3 separate regions of the Sus scrofa genome follow, and all the other regions are linked to region 1. A link is a contact called in public Hi-C data. All regions are on one chromosome and are shown on one strand. Each heading gives the region's core, a stretch centred on a gene start, on an enhancer-like site or on the middle of the called end of the contact. The rest is flanking DNA. Distances are from core to core; before and after follow the strand shown. Region 1 holds the start of LOC100739098. Region 2 holds the start of LOC100738822 (retinitis pigmentosa 9 protein). Region 3 holds the start of LSM5 (U6 snRNA-associated Sm-like protein LSm5).

The links. Hi-C and Micro-C count contacts between places; a contact is called where the count stands out from the background.
Region 2: a Hi-C map of subcutaneous adipose tissue shows a contact between it and region 1, with 10 times the contacts expected there. The contact joins the promoter of LOC100738822 here to the promoter of LOC100739098 in region 1. A contact is called at or near these places in 1 of 5 promoter capture datasets (fetal liver), 22 of 47 Hi-C or Micro-C datasets (alveolar macrophages, blood, differentiating spermatogonia and 13 more) and 2 of 2 datasets of contacts at active chromatin or transcription factors (alveolar macrophages and skeletal muscle).
Region 3: a contact with region 1 is called in a Hi-C map of liver, with 4 times the contacts expected there. The contact joins the promoter of LSM5 here to the promoter of LOC100739098 in region 1. A contact is called at or near these places in 3 of 5 promoter capture datasets (fetal liver, liver and skeletal muscle), 33 of 47 Hi-C or Micro-C datasets (adipocytes, adipose tissue, alveolar macrophages and 16 more) and 2 of 2 datasets of contacts at active chromatin or transcription factors (alveolar macrophages and skeletal muscle).

Annotation. Positions count from the first base shown.
Region 1 is chr18:40,534,827-40,539,582 of Sscrofa11.1, reverse strand. LOC100739098 reads right to left here and starts at 1,360. Exons shown (of 6, transcript XM_021078694.1): 1 at 371-1,360. The coding sequence starts at 918.
Region 2 is chr18:40,395,238-40,399,482 of Sscrofa11.1, reverse strand. LOC100738822 (retinitis pigmentosa 9 protein) reads right to left here and starts at 1,932. Exons shown (of 7, transcript XM_003484045.4): 1 at 1,556-1,932. The coding sequence starts at 1,707.
Region 3 is chr18:40,751,136-40,755,346 of Sscrofa11.1, reverse strand. It overlaps LSM5 (U6 snRNA-associated Sm-like protein LSm5), which reads right to left and starts at 2,957. Exons shown (of 4, transcript XM_005673273.3): 1 at 2,819-2,957; 2 at 1,720-1,815; 3 at 857-884. The coding sequence starts at 2,864.

The sequences.
Region 1 (4,756 bases), core at 111-2,610:
CAGCAAAGCGCTCAGCCCCACTTCTCGGCGGTCCGTCCCCAATCCGGCCCCAGCGCCTACCAGCGCTCCCGACCACACCGACCTCGCCGCACCAGGAATAAAACCGTCGCCTCCTGCCGGGGAAACGCCCGCCTGCCGCCGCCGCCGCGAGCCAGGGGCCGGCCTCGGGGTGGAGTCTCCTCCTCCTTCCCCCGTGGAGGGGCCGCTGGACGTCGAGGGTCCCGCCGCCCGGGCCTTAACCAGCATCCGGCTCGCTGGGGTCCGACGGGCCCATATGCCCACTCCTGGGTCTCCGAGCGCCTCGCGACCCTCAGGCCCCAACCCCTTTCCTCGCAGAAGTCGGGCGCGGGCGTGACGAACGGGGACTCACAAGGACTCCAGGTGCTTGAGCTGCTGCAGCTGCTGCGCGTCCTGCCGCCGCCGCTTCTGCTCTCGGCGCCGCTGCAGCTCCTGCTCCTGGGGCTCCCGCGGCCGCCGCGCGCCCCTGTTCCCGGCGTCGTCGCGCCCGGGCCGGGACGACATCGCGGCCCCGCGCGGCGCAGAGGCGGAGGCGGCCCCGCGCTGGTCAGCGAAGACGGCACTTCCTCCGCCCCTCGCGCGCCTGGCGCCGCAGCGCCCCCTCCCGCCGCGGCTCCGCGGCCCGCCAGGCACGGCCGGGTGTCCCCGCCGAGGCCTCCCGCCCCTCGCCTCCGGCCCGGCTGCCTCCCTGCGGCGCAGCCGCACGTCGGCGTTCGGAGCGCCGGAACCCTGCCGCGGGGTTGGCCGGTGCCGGAGGCAGGAGCGCGCCCTCTGGCGGCGGCCGGGAGCTCGGCGCTGAGTATGCTGCAGTGGGAGCCTGAGCTTCCACTTTGTTCTCTTGAAATATCTCCTCCGAAGCTTCAGGGATGGAAAGCCGTGCAGTTGCTTTGAGGCCACCATGCTGCAAGGAAGCCCAAACTAACTCTTGGGGATAGATCACGCGAAGAGGCCCTGAGACTCAATAAAAAACGGGTTGTCAGATCAGACCTCACTGTCTGATCACACCCGACCCCTGGTTAGATGACTTCCAAAATGCATGCCAGAGGTGACTCTCAAGTGGATCATATCAACCAAGCTGGACTAGAATTGTTCCTCCCCTTTTGGGGAGGCTTTGTTGCCGGCCAAGTTAGGCACTTAAAGTACAAGAAAAGAAGAAAGAAGATGGAAGAAGGAAAAGATAAAAGAAAAAACATTCTCTAGTCACGACCGGCAACCTGATACCATGCAAGCAAATTATCTGAAAACTTTGGGATATACTTATGTGCAGAAACCAATTCGTTGGATTTCTCTCACCAGCAATTTTTTTGGGGGGTATATTTAGGCCCACACCAGGGGCATATGGAAGTTCCCAGGTTAGGGGTCAAATCTGAGCTGTAGCAGCTGACTTACAGCCACAGCAACGCCAGATGTGAGCAGAGTCTTCGATCTACACCACAGGTCACCGAAATGCGGGATCCTTAACCCCCAGCAAGGCTACCACTGAGCCACAACCCGAAAGCTCTATCCACCAGCAATTTAAAGAAGTCAATTTGCCTAACAGTGATTTGATCTCTCAGCAAGAAGACCCAGGGATTGATAATTCCATTTTAGCAAGTATTAGTCAAAATTCTTTTGGAAAAAAAACAATGGGCCAAAATCCAAATCAAACTGTTTTAAGAAAAAAAAATTTAGGATTTATTGGCTTACACATGTGAAATGTCATGGGGTGGAACTTCAGGAGCAGCTGGGTCTGAGTGCTGATTTGCTATAGTCAGTAATTTCTCCCTCAGTTTCACTTTCTGTTGTATTGCTTCATTTTTTGTACTTTCTCCCATTGTGGAGGCAAAGATGGCTACTGGAAGCCAAAGATGGCCAACAAATTAGTAGCTCCAGCTGGAAGTAATTTGGATCATAAATTGGCTGGCAACAGGGAGTTCCCTTCGTGGCTCAGTGGTTAATGAACCCGACTAGGATCCATGAGGATGTGGGTTCGATCCCTGGCTTCGATCAGTGGGTTAAGGAGCCAACACTGCCATGAGCTGTGGTGTAGGTCCCAGATGCAGCTTGGATCCTGCGTTGCTATGGCTATGGTGGAGGCTGGCCACTTCAGCTCTGATTGGACCCCTATCCTGGGAACTTCTACATGCCACAGGTGCTGCCCTAAAAAGAAAAAAAAATTGGCTGGTAACAAAGCCTTCCCAGGAGAGGAGGAACAATTCTAGTCCAGCTTGGTTGATGTGATCTAGGCTTAAGATTTCTCTCTCAGTTCCAATGAGAATTCCATGTATTATACTCATTGGCTTAACAAGAGTCATGTAGCTGTCATGGAAACAATCTCTGTGGTCAAGGAGATACAGTACACTGACTGCTCAAGCCTATGTTACATATCCACCCTAAATCCCAGGAGTGGATCAGCTTTATTCAAGCCCTATAGACTGATAGTGGTGGAGGGGTTGTTCCCCAAGCAAGATTTAGGTGCTATTAACAGAGGGAGGAAGGAGTCCCCGTCATGGCTCAGTGGTTAATGAATTCGACTAGGAACCATGAGGTTGCGGTTTGATCCCTGGTCTTGCTCAGTGGGTTGAGGATCCAGTGTTGCTGTGAGCTGTGGTGTAGGTTGCAGACACGGCTGGGATGCCATGTTGCTGTGGCTCTGGCATAGGCTTGGCAGCTACAGCTCCGATTGGACCCCTGGCCTGGGAACCTCCATATGCCACGGGTGCAGCCCTAGAAAAGGCAAAAAACAAAACAAACAAACAGAGGGAGGGAGGGAGAGAGAGAGAAAGAGAGAGGGTGATGGGAAAGAAGAAGATGAGAAAGAGGAAATGCTACACAATTGGGTTGTGATCACTGTACAACTATACAATGGAGGAGGAAAAGGAGGAAGGGGAAGAAAGAGTGATGCCGTGATGCTGGGCAGGGAAAAATAACGGAGGTACAGTTCAGTAGTCTGACAGCTTAGCCCAGTACCACATCCTGGGCTACATTCTGGACATGGCTCCTTGATGATTACCCAGCTTACAAAGCAGTGAAAATTCTTTTACTACTTATATCCACCTGTTTATGTGAATCTGAATCTGGGTTCTTTACATATTTTGACACCAGATTGAGAAGTTTCCTGGTCATCAATCCAGGGTGATATGCCAGGTGTTGTGGTTACTCTACAGAAGTTTGATGAATTGGTGCAATCACTGTGGAAAACAGAATGGAGATTCCTCAGAAAACTGAAAATAGAATTACTATTTGATCCAGCAATCCCACTCCTGGGCATCTATCCAGAGAAAACCATGACTTGAAAAGATACATGTACTCCAGTTTCATTGAAGCACTATATACAATAGCCAAGACATGGAAGCAACCTAAATGTCCATCGAAAGAGGAGTGGATAAAGAAGATGTGGTACCTATACACAATGGAATATTACTCAGCCATTAAAAGGAAAGAAATAATGGCATTTGCAGCAACACGTACGGACCTAGAAATTATCATGCTAAGTGAAGTCCGTCAGGCAGTGAGACACTAACATCATATGCTATCACTTACATGTGGAATCTAAAAAAGGACACAATGAACTTCTTTGTAGGACAGATACTGACTCATAGACTTTGAAAAACTTATGGTTTCCAAATGAGACAGGTTACAGGGTCGGGGTTGGGCTGGGGTTTGGGATGGAAATGCTACAAAATTGGGTTGTGATGATCATTGTACAACTATAAATGTAATAAAATTCATTGAGTAATAAAAAAAGAAGTCTGATGGATCCTTCCCTACCCAAAATTGGTTTGCTGTCAAGACTAATGAGGCCGCATAGGCACCAAGTCAGTAGGAAGAAATTTATTACTTACATATTGAGGCTTTCTGGGTAAGCAGGTCAGGCACCTAAACCAGTCCAAAAATAGCTTCAGCAAAGGAAAGGCGAGTGACTCTGGGTTTTATTGTGTTTAGGGGTGGAAACTGGTTGAACCTTCCCACACACAGGCCAAGGCTTTGTGTGGTTAGAACTTCCCTCTGGTGCCAAGAGAAGGAGTTGTGGGCTTTCTTATCAGCTTGCCCACGGATGGGAAGGAAGGGAACAGTGGAAGTGGGCTTGAAGGCTGTCAGTGGTCAACATCAAAATGGAGGCAAGGGAGTTCCCACTGTGGCTCAGCGGGTTAAGGACCTGACATTGTCTAAGGATTTGGGTTTGATCCCTACTAGCTCAGTGGGTTAAAGATCTGGTGTTGCTGTGGCTCTGGCGTATGTATCTTAGCTTCATTTCCAGTTAGACCCCAGCTGGGAACTTCCATATGCCACAGGCGTGGCTGTAAAAAGTAAAAGAGAAAGAAAAAAAATTGGAATCAGGGAGTTCCCAGGTGGCCTAGTGATTAGGGATCTGGTGTTGTCATTGCTGTGGCTCAGGTTCCCTGGCCTGGGAATTTCCACATGCTGAAGGCAAGGCAAAAAAAAAAAAAAAAAAAAGGAGGCAGATACTTTTTTTTTTTTTTTTTTGCCTTTTTGCCATTTCTTGGGCCGCTCTCGCGGCATATGGAGGTTCCCAGGCTAGGGGTTGAATCGCCGCCAGCCTACACCAGAGCCACAGCAACATAGGATCTGAGCCGCGTGTACAACCTACACCACAGCTCACGGCAATGCCAGATCCTTAACCCACTGAGCAAGGCCAGGGACTGAACCCGCAACCTCATGGTTCCTAGTTGGATGTGTTAACCACTGAGCCACGACGGGAACTCCCTGGCAGATTCTTTATTACACAGGGCCACCT
Region 2 (4,245 bases), core at 683-3,182, 140 kb after region 1:
AACTGTTTTTTGAAATTAGACTTTTCATACTATTTGATGTTTAAACTTCCTGAAAATATGGTTCTGGAAATATAAATTTTCATTTCAAAGAAAATAAGACTTTGAACTAGCCAAACTAAATATGACAACAGCCCAGAACTTTAAAAACCTCTGAAAAATCCCACTGGTCTGAGTATCAGACGCCACAGTTTCTCTTTAGTTTTGCTAGTTTACAGGTCAGCCTTGATTCCATTACTTAAGTACTGAACCTGCATTTCTTCATGTGCAAAAGGAGGTTATAATCTCTCTGATATCTGTAAGTGCTCTGTGGACCACAATAAATGTAGAGTATTAACTACCATCAGGCATCCTATAGTTAAGGATATTGAGGGCTGGGTGGGGCCAAGCACTGACCTGATCTTAACCCAGGGAAAGATTTTTGAACACTGGCATTACACAGGCAGCAAAGAGGATCCCAGCATCTCTCGAAGGGAGGGGCCAAGACTGTGGAAGCCAGCAATGAAGCGCCTGTATCCACAACCACTACCTATTGAGGTGAAATTCAGCTCAAGAGCCACAAGGAAAGGAGCAGGCCAGGCTCTGAGCAATGCATTTTGTGTCAAAGCTCCCAAAAGGTTAATGAGAAGGGCAGCCCTTTAAGGACCTTTCCTTACATGATTGTCTCCAAGGTATGAGATATGCCTGAAACAGAAATAGTTCAAATAACTCCGTGTACACCAAACTTAGAAAAAAACTTCTAAAGCTAATTACAGAATGACAGAATCACAGGAAACTGAAAGCGTCATTAATCCAAGCTTCCAGCTGATGTTAAATCTCCTTTACAAGCCACCCTCCTCTCAGTGATTATCTGGATTCTCCTCCAGCCCAAGCAGCTGGGGGAGCCCGTGCCTCCTAAGTCAGGCCACGCTGACCATCAAGAATATATGACCTGGTCCTAATTCTTGTTGTTGAGCCATAACTGGCCTCTCCGTAGCTCCCACCTTTAATCCCGGCAACAACAACAACAACGAAAATCCTTAAGACCTGAGAGAACCTATCCATGCTCTTCCACCTGACAGCTCCTCCCGAATATTTAGGGACCAAGCCCTCACCCACTGCTTATTCCTCACTTCACTAACGTTCCAGGATCGGGCTTTCTTCCCCCTTACTAACAGCAGAAGACGAAAAGAAAGAGGATTTAATCCAGATCATAGAGAGCCCCTGGAACTGAGAAACAGGAAAGGAGCAAGGCGCTCAGCCGCACTTGCCTGCGGCCCGTCCCCAGTCCCGCCCGAGGGCATAACAGCGCCTCTGAGCACATCGACGTCGCCTCTCCAGGAATAAAGCCATCGCCTCGTTGGGGAAGGGCGCGACCTCCGCCCCCGCGCGCCGGAGGCCGGCCTCGGGGTAGACCCTCCCCCGTGGAGGGTCGGCTGGAAGTCGAGGGTCACGCCGCCCGGGGTCTCAACCGGCGCCCGGCTCTCTGGGGGCCGACGGGCCCAACGAGCCCATTCCCGGGTCTCCGAGCGCCCCGCCTACAGCGCCAACTCCGCGCCGCGCGACCCCAGGGACTCACAAGGACTCCAGGTGCTTGAGTTGCTGCAGCTGCTGCGCGTCGTGCCGCCGCCGTTTCTGCTCCCGGCGTCGCTGCAGCTCCTGCTCCTGGGGCTCCCGCGGTCGCCGCGCGCCCCCGGACCTGGGGTTGTCGCTCCCCGGCCCGGACGACATCGTCGCCGAGGCGGCCCCGCGCGGCGAAGCCAGCACTTCCTCCGCGTCGTGCACGCCTGGATCCGCAGCGCCCCCTCTTGCCGCCACTCCGCTGTTGGCCAGGCGGCCAGGTGTCCCTTCGGAGGCTGCCTGCACCCCGCCACCCGACAGGCCCGCGCAGTAGCATGTCTGCTCTAAGTGCCAGGCGCTGGCGTCAGGTCCCCGGGTGCGGGCGTCCGAGCGCGCCTCCTGGCGGCGGCTGAGAGCCTCGGCGCTGAAGACGCTGTGGCAGGAAGCTTAAGAAAGAAAAATGTTGAACCAATAATTACTCACATATTAGAATTTCATATTGTACAATACAGGGAATGTAGCCAATATTTTGTAATAACTAAATGTAGCGTAACCTTTTAAGCTGTATAAAAATTAAAAAAATAAAAAAGAATAAAAAAGCAAATACTCAAATATTTTTGTATGTTAATGCTTTAAAAACATTTCAATTATGCTCACTTCTATGAAGACATCCAGGGTTACCTGTTCCAGTGGTTGGCCAGGAAGTCTTCACAGGGGAAGGGGCATTTCAGGAGAGGCTTAAAGGGTGACTAGGAGCTGGTGGAGCAAAGAAGAAAGGAAAGTATTCCAGGAGGAAGGGCAACCCATGGAAGAGTACTTTATGTACAGGAGAGAGAGAGAAGGCCAATGTGGAGCTGGAACCTGGAAAGCAAGGAGCAGAGCCTTGAGATGAAGCTGGAGAGGCAAACCAGATGAGGTTATCAAACCCTGTGAAGGACCTGGATCCCAATGCTAAGTGTGGTAGGAAGGTAATGAAGAAGATACAGGTGAAATTTACTATCAGATTTGAGTTTTAAACAGACTTCTCTCCATGCTACATGGCACTACACTATGTGATGCCACGCATGTTCTACACCTGTTGATGTGCCAAATCTTTCTATATGACTGACATTGTTCGTTCCACAAATATTTATTTGGACTGAGAAGTGCTGTGTTCATGTTTTTCAAACTGTGAGTCAAGAGTCATTAGAGAATTGTGAAATCCACTTAGGGAATTGCCAGCAATTTTTTTTTGTTTGTTTGTTTGTTTTTTTTGGGCTGCACGCGAGGCACGTGGAGGTTCCCAGGCTAGGGGTCTAATTGGAGCTGTAGCTGCCGGCCTATGCTACAGCCACAGCAAAGCCAGATCCAAGCCTCATCTGCGACCTACACCATAGCTCATGGCAACGCTAGATCCTTAACCCACTGAGCGAGGCCAGGAATCGAACCGCAACCTCATGGTTCCTAGACAGATTCATTTCTGATGCGCCATGATGGGAACGCCAATATTTTAAACAATGAAATGAAACAGAAAAGAATAGAAAGTAGAAATATCAAAGTGCACTACACATACATACATTAAGATATCCTTTCCAAACTTATTTTGTTCCATGGTTAAGGCGGAAAAAAAAGGAAAAGATTGAGATCTGTATTTTAATTATTAAACAGTCTAACATGCTTAACATAGTGCCTGGCACATATTATAGCTCTTGAGTGATTGGATCAATAAATCAATGACCTTTTTGACGGGTATAGTCCTTTATGTATCTAATATGTACTGATTTCTTTTTCTGCCACCCATGTGGCATATGGAAGTTTCTGGGGTCAAGGAACTAATCCAAACCGGAGCTGTGACCTATGCCACAGCTGCAACAATGCCAGATCCTTAACTCACTGCACTGGGTGGGCATCCAACTGGTGTCTCCACAGAGACAAGCTGGATCATTACCCACTGTGCCCAATGGGAAATCCTAATATGAGTTTAAGAAAATAAAATGGGGAGTTCTGGTTGTGACTCATTGGGTTAAGAACCCGGCTAGTATCCATGAGGATTTGGGTTCCATTCCGGCCCTCTCTCAGTGGGTTAAAGTATCTCGAGCTGACGCAAGCTGTGGGGAAGGATCTGGAATTGCTATGGCTGTAGCAGGACAGCTCTGATTTGATACCTAGCCTGGGAACCTCCATATGCCAAGTGTGAGGGCCCTAAACCGATCCCCCCCAAAAAAAAACCCAACAAAAAAACACCTGGATTAGGGGAAGCTCTGCTCTAGGGTGGCTCTGCTGGGGTTGGGAGAGGATGGCCTCAGTCATGTGCCTGGTGGGGCAGAGGAGATGACCTACCAAATGATTATAAGCTTTCGGAAGCTTCTCTTTTCACAGGGAGGGTTTTATAATTAAGAATTACATTTCTTAGGTTGAAATATAAATTAATAATTCAAGGTAATTTTTCATTTATTTTCAGACAATATTTTATTCTATTATTCTATTATTTTAAAAACTTTAATTCTAATTACAAGGGTAATACACAGCCATTGAAAAAATACTGAGGACATTGAAAATGCAAAGGAAAAATTAAATGACAAGTAAGTCCATTTAATAGCCATTGTTAATATTTTTATGAAAAGTCCTTCAAATATTTTTCCATATTTTTATTTATAAAAATGTATCAAATGATAGTTTTAGAAGACTTTTCCTCAGCTATATTATGAACAATTTTTTCAAGTCAAAATG
Region 3 (4,211 bases), core at 1,708-4,207, 210 kb before region 1:
ATTTAGACAAGTTAGTTCTGTAATCCCTGCCCCATAAAAATGGCTTAACATCTAAATAAAATAGCTTTACTGTATCTTACCATTGTTATATTATTTCCATTTAGCAAAATTTGATCTAACTTAGTAATTCTTCTTCCTTCTGGTGTGATTTCACTAAACAGATTTTTTAAAAAGTCAGGATAAAAATAAAGAAAAAATTAAAACAAAACAAAAAGTCAGGATAAACAGTGATTGTCAAAGCCAACATTTTGATTCCCCCAAAAGGCTAATTATTATATATAAATGAAAACATGAGACAAAAGTTATCCATTGGTTTATTCTTCCCCACAGGGAATAGAGTTGACGGGCTCATCTAAGATCCACATCCACTAGGGCTGATCTTCACTTAAAAAGCTAAAACTTGCCTAGGAGATCAAATATGAAATAAAATGTTTACTATCCTCATTTTTTTTAACCATTCATTTGCTTCTGCTTCCTATCCATTATACCATTCTGTAATCAATTCAATTCTGAAAGCAGATCTACTACTGGTCACAATCTTTATAATTAATATAATTGAGCCATCATTTACATTTTCTATATTCAATTCAAAGTATTAAATACTTTTGATCTGAGCCCTAAGATCCCTCACTGCTTTTAGTGTCTTTTACCTTAAAGCTTTGTTTCCACTAATTTCCTAACAATTAAGGTAATAATCCTACAATCCAATTTTACTAACCTCAGTCATAAAATTTCTATGTTAGTGATTCAAACAGGCAGTGTTTTCTCATACATCATTTTACTGACTCAACAGTGCTACAACTGCCTTAAAGAGAGATTCCCCCTGCCCAATTCTTTAATTTTTAACACTACTCACAATTCAGTGACATCTTCCAGTACCATATCTGAAATTTGGTGTTAAGAAAATATATACCATGTTAAATTTACTCTGGCTTCTGTCTTTGTTCAGTTTTAATTATAACATTGGGAGTTCCCATCATGGCTCAGTGGTTAACAAATCCAACTAGGAACCATGAGGTTGCGGGTTCAATCCCTGGCCTTGCTCAGTGGGTTAAGGATCTGGCGTTGCCATGAGCTGTGGTGTAGGTCGAAGATGTGGCTTGGATACATCATTGCTGTGGCTCTGGCGTAGGCCAGCAGCTTACAGCTCCGATCAGACCCCTAGTCTGAGTACCTCCCTATGCCGAGGGAGCGGCCCTAGAAAAGGCAAAAAGACAAAAAATAAAAATAAAAAAATAACATTTAACATAATGACTCAAATTCAAATTGCTTGCGATTGGTAGGGGTACACACACCCCTTAAAACACTACCACGAATTCCATGAGAATAAATTAATTTTTATTATAATAATCAGTAAGCACTGACTATAGTTCTTACTTTTTTAAAAAAAACTGAAGATGGAGTTCCCGTCGTGGCGCAGTGGTTAACAAATCCGACTAGGAACCATGAGGTCGCGGGTTCCGTCCCTGGCCTTGCTCAGTGGGTTAAGGATCCGGCGTTGCCGTGAGCTGTGGTGTAGGTTTCAGATGCAGCTCGGATCCCGCTTTGCTGTGACTCTGGTGTAGGCCGGTGGCTACAGCTCCGATTCGACCCCTAGCCTGGGAACCTCCATATGCCATGGGAGCAGCCCTAGAAAAGACATAAAAAATAATAACAAAAAAAAATTTTTTTAATTAAAAAACAAAGAAAAACCCATACCCCCACTTTTTAAAAGGATACTGACAAAGTCATCAAATCCGAGAAGCGTGCCAACAATCTCTTTATCACTCTTCATCACAATGTGAATTCTTGATCCTATACACTTGTCTACAAGCTCTATAGATACAGGTTTTTTAAAAGAAAAATAAGTGGGGGGAGGGGTGAAAAAAATTATTTTGCACATTCATTACTTCAAGAAATATGTGAGTACTTACTGGCACTTATTACTTACATATGGTGAAAGATAAACCAAGAAAAGGATTCACTCAAAAACTTCAGGTCTCGGGAGTTCCCGTTGTGGCGCAGCAGAAACGAAGGCCAGCAGCTACAGTTCCAATGGGACCCCTAGCCTGGGAACCTCCATGTGCCTCGGGTGCGGGCCTAAAAAGAAACTTTTTTTTGTTCAATGAAGGAAAAAACTTTCCAATTACCGCCACGTCCACTAACTTAATTACCCTTCAGATACAAAATATTAGAAAAAGACATAACTGTCTTCCCCAGCCCCAAGACGGCTATCCTCTGTTCTCTGAGAGCAGCTTGAATATCTCTTCAGCAGAATTACTGTTACTTGGTATGATGTTTAATTGTCTGGCATCCTGTCTCCTGCGCTGGCATGAATGCTACCTGAAGCTAAGTTACGATGTCTAGTCTACAGATGCGCAAAAACTGTTTGTGGAATAAATGAATGACAATCAGAGCTAATTTCCAGTGTCCCCTTTTAAAGCTCATTGCAGACCCCGCTACCTCTCTCAATAACGGGCCAGACAGACAACAGGGTCTAACCTAGGGATTTTAAATGCCAGGTAGAAGAATGGGACTGCTATCCACTACTGTAAAGGCGAACTCACAACAAAAAAGGCCGACGACGCATTCACTAAGTGTGAACCTTTTCCAGTGACGGTTTGGTGTGAGAACTCAGAAAGTCCTGGCTCAAGAAAACCCTTCCACGCCGAAAAGACGCGGGCGGCCTGAGGCCTCAGAGCCTTAGAGCCCAAAGAGCCGCGGATAAAGAAAACAATTGGTCAGATACATTTCTCTAACACTCAGTCAAGGACTGCGCTGGCCCTCGGCCCGCAACCCTTCAGCTCCCCTCCCCAGCTCCCCACAGGACAACGATTACCTAGAGGTAGCAGCTGCGACGGGTTAGTCGTAGCGTTAGCCGCCATGGCTACGCCGGAAGTGGCCAGCCTCTACCGACGTTGGGAAGGCGAGTTTGAAAGAGCGCGCTTCCGCTTTTTTCCCCTAGCCCGGCCAGGCTCGACCAATCTGAGGCCGAGCGTGCGATCGGGCCAGTCCTACGTGAATCGCTCGGAGTCACTTCTTTCCTCCGCAACGAGATCCGGGGGAATACATCAGTGCGTTGAACATTCTGCGGCCTCAGCAGATACTTTGCCCTCCAAGTTTCCAAGACAAATTAAAGATATCTTGCCTTATAAATAAAATATTCCTCAACCTGGAAGACTGCAAAATAGAAACGTTTGAGTCGTTTGATTTTCCCTGGGTTATATTTCATTTCAACCAAGGATCTTCTGAAGACCAACATAAATATTTTTTCCGCCACTGATTTTATTGTGTTGCAATTTTTGTTAAAAAACAAAAGCAAAAACTTTTTTTTTTTACAGGAATCTACCGCTTTTTTTTTTTTTTTTTTTTTTTTTTTTCTTTTTAAGGCCACAGAGCAGATACATGGAAGTTCCCAAGCTAGGAGTCAAATCGAGCTGCAGCTGCCGGCCTAGCCACAGCCACAGCAATGTGGGTTTGAGCCGCAGCTCGCAGCAACAAGGGGATCCTTAATCCACTGAACGACCCCAGGAATCCAACACACGCTCAGGTATACTAGTTGGATTCTTAATCCTCTAAGCCACAAAGGAGAACTCCCTACCTTTTTTTTTTTTTTTTTTTTCTTTTCTTTTCTTTTCTAGGGCTGCACCTGCAGCATATGGAGGTTCCCAGGCTAGGGGTCTAATCGGAGCTGTTGCTGTCAGACTACGCCAGAACCACAGCAACTGCCAGATCCAAGCCACGTTTGCGACCTACACCACAACTCAGGCACAACGCCGGATCCTTAACCTACTGAGCGAGGCCAGGGATCGAACAGGCAACCTCATGGTTCCTAGTCGGATTCCTTAACCACTGAGCCACCACAGGAACTCCCCTACCTTCTTTTAAAGGTTCAGTGTAGGAGTTTCCATTGTGGCTCAGTGGTAAGGAACCCAACCAGTACCTGGGGACAGGGGATTGGATCCCTGGCCCCACACAATGGGCTAAGGATCCGGGGTTGTCATGAACTGCAATTGTAGGTCTCAGACGTGGCTGGGATCTGCTTTGCTGTGGCCTAGGCCAGAAGCTACAGCTACGATTTGATCCCCTAGCCTGGGAACCTCCATAGACTGCAGAGTGCGGCCCTAAAAAGACCAAAGGAAAAAAAGTTTGCAAACCCATAGCTAGCTTTAAAGAAATACTTTTCTGGGGGTTCCCCTCGTGGCTCAAAGGTAAGGAACTGGATTAGTATC